2 separate regions of the Sus scrofa genome follow, and region 1 is linked to region 2. Evidence: chromatin contacts called from public promoter capture Hi-C data. All regions are on one chromosome and are shown on one strand. Each heading gives the region's core, a stretch centred on a gene start, on an enhancer-like site or on the middle of the called end of the contact. The rest is flanking DNA. Distances are from core to core; before and after follow the strand shown. Region 1 overlaps SLC22A23 (solute carrier family 22 member 23). Region 2 overlaps SLC22A23 (solute carrier family 22 member 23).

What was found. Promoter capture Hi-C pulls out the DNA fragments that hold promoters and counts their contacts.
Region 1: a contact with region 2 is called in a promoter capture Hi-C map of fetal liver, with 2.1 times the contacts expected there. The contact joins two enhancer-like sites. A contact is called at or near these places in 1 of 5 promoter capture datasets (fetal liver), 1 of 47 Hi-C or Micro-C datasets (embryonic fibroblasts) and 1 of 2 datasets of contacts at active chromatin or transcription factors (skeletal muscle).

Annotation. Positions count from the first base shown.
Region 1 is chr7:2,054,962-2,059,188 of Sscrofa11.1, reverse strand. All of the region lies in intron 3 of SLC22A23 (solute carrier family 22 member 23), which reads left to right. Among named protein-coding and RNA genes, the nearest start is that of SLC22A23, 75 kb to the left of the region's middle. Within about 2 kb of position 1,753, at least 48 of the 83 cell types and tissues checked have an H3K27ac peak or open chromatin away from gene starts, as enhancers often do. A contact at or near this core is called in fetal liver, where this site is marked.
Region 2 is chr7:1,998,854-2,002,595 of Sscrofa11.1, reverse strand. All of the region lies in intron 10 of SLC22A23 (solute carrier family 22 member 23), which reads left to right. Among named protein-coding and RNA genes, the nearest start is that of PSMG4, 20 kb to the right of the region's middle. Within about 2 kb of position 1,790, at least 1 of the 83 cell types and tissues checked has an H3K27ac peak or open chromatin away from gene starts, as enhancers often do. A contact at or near this core is called in fetal liver, where this site is marked.

The sequences.
Region 1 (4,227 bases), core at 504-3,003, 57 kb before region 2:
TGACTCCCTTGAAGGAGTGGACCGGGTGGGGTGGGCACAGGGCGGGGAGGCGCTCCAAAGGCAGACATGCCCACTTTCCATTTTGTTTTTTTTCTTTTTCAGAAGGGGATTTTTTTATTGTGGTAAAAGATACTGTGAAATTTACCATTTTAGCTATTTTAAAGTGTGCAATCCAGTAGCATTGAGTGGGTCACATTGTGGTACCACCGTCTGTCTGTCTCCGGAACGTGTGCCTCTTGCAGAACCCAAACGCCGTCCCGTTAAACTCTGATTCCCCGTCCCCCTCCCCGTCGTTCGAACCCCCGAGCCCCACCCTCCACTTCCTGGCTCTGTGAATGCGGTGACTTTAGGGGCCTCATGTGGGTGGAATCCTGCAGGCCCTGTCCTCGTATGACCGGCGTCACGTCCTCCAGGTCCATCCGTGTTGGGACACGTGTCAGGATTTCCCGTCTTTTCAAGGTTGAGCCGTGTCCCGTCGCCCGGCAGACCATGTTTTGTTTCTCCATCCACCCTCAGAGGGAATTCGGATCACGTCCCCCCTTTGGCTGCTATGACGCATACGCTGCTGTGCGCACGGGGGTACAGACACCCCTTCTCAGTCTCCGCTTTCGGTGATTCGGGGTCCATACCCAGAAGCGGGATTGCGGGGTCATACGGTAGTTCTGTGTCTTGAGCTTTTTGAGGACCCTCCGTCCCGTTGTCCCCGCACATGCGCGTGTTCCGTCCCCACGAGCAGAGCCGGGCTCCCCTCTCCGCGTCCGTGCCGTCCTCGGGGCTGTGACGGGGTCTCACGGAGTCTGGACGAGCGTGTTCCTGGGGGCGGCGAGCGTCTGCATCCCGCCTGTCGGCTCCGTCCGGCCTCCTTGGTGTCCGTTTGTTTGAAACTTGCCCTCGGGTGGCTGTTCATGCCCGCGGGACCCACTGGGTGAGGAGGGTTGGAGGTGCCAGCACCAGGCGGCGGGCTCAGCAGCCTCCGCGTCTGCCCGGTGGTGGCGAGTCCTCCTCGAGGCGTGCATCCCGGGGCGTCCCGGCGCGAGACGGGTCTCAGTGCGTGTGTCCCTAACCCCCCTTCTCTGTGCCCATCCCGCTCTCAGTTGAAACGCCCTGGGAGTCCGGTTGTGGCCTGTCTGGTCTCTGACCCGTCTCTGTGACACCAAGTTAGTTTCCCTCTTGGCAGTTGTGTGACGGGACTTCCTGGCCTCCTGTCGTCCTGAATGACAGAGACACATGGGTGGGGGCAGCAAACGGGGTGTGGAACTGGCAGATGGTGGAGCCCTGCTTCAGAGGCGCCAGGGGGGCGGAGAGCAGGGCCACCCGAGCCGCGTGGCTCCTCCCTGTGGCCCTCTCCTCACGCAGCTGTGGCTCCTGGCCTTGTCACTGTGGCTGAAACAGGCCCTCCCAGGGACTTTGGATCCTGATAACAAGCCAACTCTGGCCTCTCCCGCACGGCTCTCTTTCCGGGAGTGAGCTGCTCTGCCAGGCCCCCTCCCAGCCCTTCCCCTCCTGCCACCCACAAGGCAGGACAGCGAGACCGACGTGCCCCCGGGCCCAGCTTCAGCGCTGCTTCCCCTGCGGAGCCCTCCCCAGGGCTCCCTCCCGCCTCCGCACACCACTTGTCTGGGCAGCTAGTCCCGTGCCTCCTGCCTCAGACGGTCGGCCCCCCGAGGCCCGCAGGCCGCTCCCTCGTCCTGGCTTCTCCTAGTGTAGCGTTTCTGCATGAGCCCTGCTGAGTGGGCAGACAGGGTGCGTGTATTTTGCACAGCTGTCCTTCTGTTTTCTGTGACTCATCGTTATTCAGTGTCTTCTCCGGGTCAAGAGTCGGACATGTGACTTTGAGTAAGAGCACAGTTCCTAGACTCAAGCTGCTTTTAATCTGGGAACCAGAAAGGGTGAGCCTGGATTTGTGTGTATGGCACACGCATTTAGATGTCTTTTGGATATTTAGAGGAAGCCAGCCCGGCCTGTGGAGTTCAGTCTTTGAAGCGGTTAAGATCTGTGGCCAGGGCAGGGCGTGGGAGCAGGGAAGACGACCCATCTGAGCCCGAGTCCCCTTCCTCATGTGGCTTGGTTGGGGGACGGTCCTGTGCCACCCCGGGCGCCCAGCCTGCCTTGACCTCAGAGTGCTGTCTGGATAATTATTAGCGCAGACTTCCTGAGGAGGCCGGAGCAAGTCCTCCAGCTGGTGTTTGCACTGGGGGGGGGTTACTGGGCTTTTGGCCTTTGCTTAAGGCGAGGGAGGGTTTGTTTGGTGTAAACAATGATAAATATTCCCCGGCCCCTAAATGCCGCTGGACCTTAGGGACTCGGGGCGTGTGATGTGGCCTGCAGCGCTCGCCCGCCTCTGGCTTTGTGTGCCTTTTGGTTGTGTCCTCCCCAGGCAGTGCGGCTGGGGTGACTGCTTGAAGACGGTGTGTTCGGGCTGCTGCAGCCCCAGGCCGACCACGGGGCTGGGAAGCAAAAAGCCTGGGCCTGTGCATGTCCTCGCGTCAATGACCAAAAGCCTTGAAGGTGCCTTTTTCCCATCTTAGAAATGGGCACAAGGCCCAGTGTCCTTAATTACAGGATCCGCGAGGGCTTACGGGGCAGTGCGTCTGGAAGGGCTCTGAAGGGCCCGGGTGTCACCGGCCCCGACTGTGATGGCTGCTGCCGTCACACCCCAGGCGGCCAAGCCGGGCTGGGCTCACCGCTGGGCCGGCGAGGACAAGAAAACACGGTTACAGCAAAGCTCCAGACCCGGGAAGCAGTGTCCTACGTGGAGGGGAGGGGGTCCTGGCCGCGGGTTCGGTTCTGAAATACACCCTCCGCCGCTGCTGCTGAAGCCTGGCCAGTGCCGCGGAGGCGCGGCTGCAGGGCCGTGCGTGGCGCCTGTGTTTTCGGAAGCGGACGAGGAAGTGGGCGACTGCCAGGTCCTCGTCTCCGTGGATTCCCTTGCTGGGCAGGCGCTGCTGACGCCAGGCCCGGTCTGGCTGGATTGGAGGCCCTGCTTGGCGATCCAGCCCCGTCAGCTGTTGGGCAGCTGACCGGTTCCTCCTGGATGTTCTGGGCGCCCGCAGGCCGCTCCCCAGGAGTGCGTGTGCCTGGTTTCTCGTGATCGTGGGAACTAGGGTTACCCATCTTCACCCCCACCTGCAGGCTCAGCCGCCAAGCGTTGTTAGAATGTCCAGCCCTCCCGGCCAGCAGCACCGCTCCCCCTGCCCCATCCCTGAACCCCTGTCACTCCTGTCACCCCGTGGCCCCCCTTCGCCCATCTGTACTCGTCCCCGAGCAGCGTCCCGAACGCCCTCTGGCACTGCTTTGCCTTTAAAAACTTTCAACAAGTGGAGTCCTATGTGCTTGGTGTTCTGAACGTCCCTTTTTTCTGCTTAAGCTCAGCGCTGCGCTTCGGAGGCTCGTCCACGTTTGGGCGGGAGGAGCAACCCGGGGCTGCATCGGCCCTGGTGGTCGGGTTTGCTCAGGACTGAACTGGGGTCTTAAGAAATAGCAAACAGGTGTAGTGGATGAGCCAGAAATAGCCTGTGCTTCTGTTTCCTCCGTGTTGAAATTTAATCTTGGGAGGCACGGGAGGGACAAGTCCTCTGCAGCCGGGGGCAGGGCTGTGGGGGCGTGGGGGTGCCCAGATCAAACCCCACCTGCAGCAGCCCGGACGGTAGCCTTGCTGGGCCTCTTCCTGCCCTCGCCCGCAGCCCCTGCCCCCTTTCTTCCTACAGACGGCGAGAAGGAAGGATGCCCTCTTGCCAGGAATAGCGGGTGAGGCACCGAAGAACAGCAGGCGTGTCTTGCTCTTCGTTTCCGTTTCAGGTCGCGGGCTTCTGACCGTGTGCGGGAGTTCACCTCTGTCCTCTAGATACTCTTACTTCTGATTTTCACTTTGAGGATGAGGGAACTGCTGGTAGTGGGGCCTCGATTCACCTTGTTTTATTCTCACAATGTCCAGGGGAAGAGATGCTGGCCCCAATTTGGGAGGGAGATGCCCTGTTTTGTTTGGGGAGGACAGTGACCCCCCCAGAGAGGGTGGGGGCCCGGAACCCACAGAAGGGTCTTGGAAACTCCGTGCTGCCCAGGTGCAGGCGCTGTTTTCTTTCCTTGCTGTTAAATTCGGTCATAGAAGCCTCGGTATTTTTCCAGTTTCCTATTTAAAGGAACAGGTGTGGCACAAAGCCCCCAGGTGTGCTGCGGTTTTAGGGGCAGCATCCCCGCTGTGCCCTCTGACCCCAGCGCGTTGCATCG
Region 2 (3,742 bases), core at 541-3,040:
CTGATGTTGCCAGAAGGTCGCCCCCCCCCCATACCCTGGCTGGACACCCTCCTCGCCCGCCCTCTTTCCTGCACGTCCACTCAGGGACCGTCCCCCAGAGCCACTGGGGCGGAGATGGCCTTCCCGCCCTCCCCCCGCTTCTCACGATGAACCAGGAGAAGCTTGGACCTGCGAGCTCTCGTTTCCTAGTATAAAATTAGCCCTTTTCTACAACCTGTGTTAAAAACACACCTCCTGAACAAGAACAGTAGCAGAGGTTAAGGCCTAACGCAAAGCTACCAGGGGATAAGAACCTTTGCACAAAGGCCATCGGCTGTCCGAGGATGACCGCTCTTCCCTGAGGGGCCGCCCTGCTGGTGGCCTCTGGGTCCAGCAGGTGCTTCTCACATTCACACCTGTAGCCTCAGGAGCCGGTGGCCCTCCAGGCCCCGCTTTGGCTTAGGCAGAAATGTGGATCCTGGCCAATGCGGAGGCAGCTGGTGGACCTGGTGTGCGGCCCAGTGTCACCGGGGAGCTGCGGGCAGATCCCCTGAGGCCTGAATGCTTTCTGTCCCTCACAAAGTGAGCAGGCAGGTGCTGGTGACAGACAGGCGACTCTGGGCCTGGCTGTAGGGCTTTTTTCTTTGTTTAGGTGTCATTGGTACACAATGTAAGTTTCAGGTGCCCAACATAGTGATTCACAATTTTTAGAAGATTTTACTGTATAATCTGCAGTTATTCTAAAGCCGTGGCTGCATCCGCATGACGTACATCCTTTAGCGCGTTTTATACCCACGAGTCTGCGCCTCTTCGTCCCCTGCATCTGTCTTGCCCTCCCCACAGGTCACCGCTACTCTGTCCTCTGAGTCTGCTCCTTTGCTGTTCTCTTCACTGGTCTGCTTTAGATTCCACGTATCAACAGCACACAGATACAAAGAGTATCTGTCTTTGTCTGGCTTGTTTCACTTAGCACCCTTCCCAGTACTTCCATGCTGCTGCAGATGGCCTCATTTCATTCTTTTTTATGGCTGCATAGTATTCCATTGTATCTATGTACCACATCTTCTTTAACCTCTCATCTGTTGAGGGACACGTGGGTGGTTCCACATCTTGGCTACTGTAAATCATGCTGTGAGACTTGGGCTGCGTGTATCTTTTCAAATTCGCTTTCGTGTTTTTCAGATGTATACCCGGGAGTGGAGTTTGCTGGGTCACATGGCGAGTCTAGTTTGTGTCTTGACTCTCATGCTGCTCTCACAGTGGGTGTACCAGTTCACATCCCCACCAACTGTGTGGGGGGGGGGCCTTTTCTCCACACCCTCTCCAGCTCTTGTTATTTGTAGACTTAACAGTGATGGCCATTCTGACCGGCGTGAGGTGGTACCTCACTGGGGTTGGATTTGCATTTCCCTGAGGATGGGCGAGAATGAGCATCTTTTCCTGTTGGCCGTTTGCATTTCGTGTCTGGAAAAAATGCCTGTTCCGTTCTCCTGCCAATGTTTTAATCTTTCTTTATGTTGAGCTGTGTGTGCATGTATATGTTAGATATTAGCCCTTATCAGTCACCTCATTGGCAGATGCATTCTCCCAGTCCGTAGCTTGTCTTTTTGTTTTGTCTCTGGTTTCCTTTGCTGTGCAAAAGCTTTTAAGTTTACTTAGGTCCCATCTGCTTGTTTTTGCTTTTGTCTCCTTTGTGCTGAGGCCTGGCTGTCACCCCTTCTCCATCCCAGCCCTTCCCTCCCCTGGGCACCCCAACTCCTCCTCCTAGAATCTCCTTTCCAGGAACCTGTCTTCTCTGGGACCGTCCTCTGACCACTCCCTGTTGCCACCCCGGATGGAACCCGCTTGCTGTCACTGCTCTAAACCTGCCTCAGGAACAGGCAGCAGGGACGGAGGCAGCTTGGGTGTAATGTGACCTGTGGAATTGTTTAACTCCTTTCAAAACTTATGTCTCAAAAGAGATGTATAGAGGGAACTCCCATCGTGGCACAGTGGAAACAAACGCAACTGGTATCCATGAGGACGCGGGTTCGATCCCTGGTCTCGCTCAGTGGGTTAAGGATCCAGGATTGCAGTGAGCGGTGGTATAGGTCACAGAAGTGGCTGGGATCCCGCATTGCTGTGGCTGTGGTGTAGGCCAGCAGCTGTGGCTCTGATTCAGCCTCTAGCCCAGCAACCTCCACATGCTGCACGTGCAGCCCTAAAAAGTAATATACATATGAGTGTGTGTGTTTATAACAGCATCTCCTGAGTGGCCCGAGGCCCAGTCCTCACCGTGAGACAGCAGCATGGGGACAAACAGGACCCGGGACAGCCAAAGTGGGCAGGACATGTCCCAGCGCCTAAGACTCCGGCCTTTAATGCAAGGGGAGCCTGCGGTCTTGCGCGGCCTCAGGCACGTCCTTCAGCCGGGCTCATCTCTGGCCCAGAATGAGACCAGTCACGAGGGCCTTGTCACAGGCGGTGGGGGGGGGCGGGGGGTGTCAGAGTGTGTGTCCCACTAAGTGACAGTATAATTAGTTATTCCTACCTGAGTATTTTTGGCAGTGACATTTCTTTCTGTGAAAACTGGCAGAAATTTGCTAATCCTCGACTTCACAGAATGGGAGTAAAGACAGATTAAGCAAGATGAAGTAGGAGGTGAAAAACGGGAGGTTCGTCGTCTGTGTTCAAGATGCAGATGTTCGCGTGTTTAAAAGGATGACCGGACGAGTCTGGAATTCTTAATTGAAGCTTGCGCCTTCTCAGGGGTCCTTAGAACTGAATACCTATCTTTCTATCCCCGAAGTCATTCAGGTAACGTTACTCCTAAAGCCCCCGGGCCACCTGGCCCGCTCGCCTATTTAAACGTGGGCTCTGCTGCCCTCTGGTGACCGCCTGGAGGAAAGCAGCTAGTGTACCTGCCCGCATCTGCAGGGAGAGAAAGAGGTCAGCGCCTTAACACCAAGCAGGGGAGTTCTCTTGTGGCTCAGCAGGTTCAGAACCTGGCGTTGTCACTGCTGCAGCTCGGGATGGCATCCGTGGAGACATAAAAGTACGTGCCTACCCCACAGGCTTGTGTCCACATACAGCGTTTTTCATACACACACGTGTGCGGGTGCTTCTTCAAAACAAGCCATCGAATCCCGCCGTGAACGAGACCCAGGTCACCTCCTCTGACGGGCCGCGCTAGCCTAAGGCATCCACTCGTGACAGGTCACCTGGGCCTGAGGGAGGCCTGCTCCTCCTGTGTGGCCTCCCTGGTGGGCCGGGCCCATCCCTGTGCACCGAGTAAGGCAGCCTGTCGTGCTCGTCAGCGCCACCCACTTAGTCGCAGGAAGGCTGGCAGACACTGGGGCGGTTTCAGAGAAAACCATGTCCCGCTGGTTTCAAAGGCCCGGGGACATACCTTTATGGCCCACACCCCATCTGTCCCTTGCAGCATCCCGTGGCTCCCGGGAAGGATGGACCCCTCTCCTGGGTGCCGTTCGTTCACCTTCCAGTGGAGTCAGCTGCACTGCTCGTGGTACAGGTGACCCCACCCACCTGCCCCATTCCCGCCGAGCAGCCTCCTGCCCGGGAGCCAGGGTGACCTGCAGCATACCCCAGTGCGTGCCCTGGGTGTTCCAGAAAAGAAGCCTTGGCTGTCCCTTCCCCACCGCATAGGCTTGCCTCCTTCGTCATAGAGTAGTTAATAACGAAAGTGGACTATAAGGGCGTGGATTTATGGCTCGGCTTTCTGTGCTGTCCACTGGGCTGTGTGTCTGCTTTTGTGCCAGTGCCG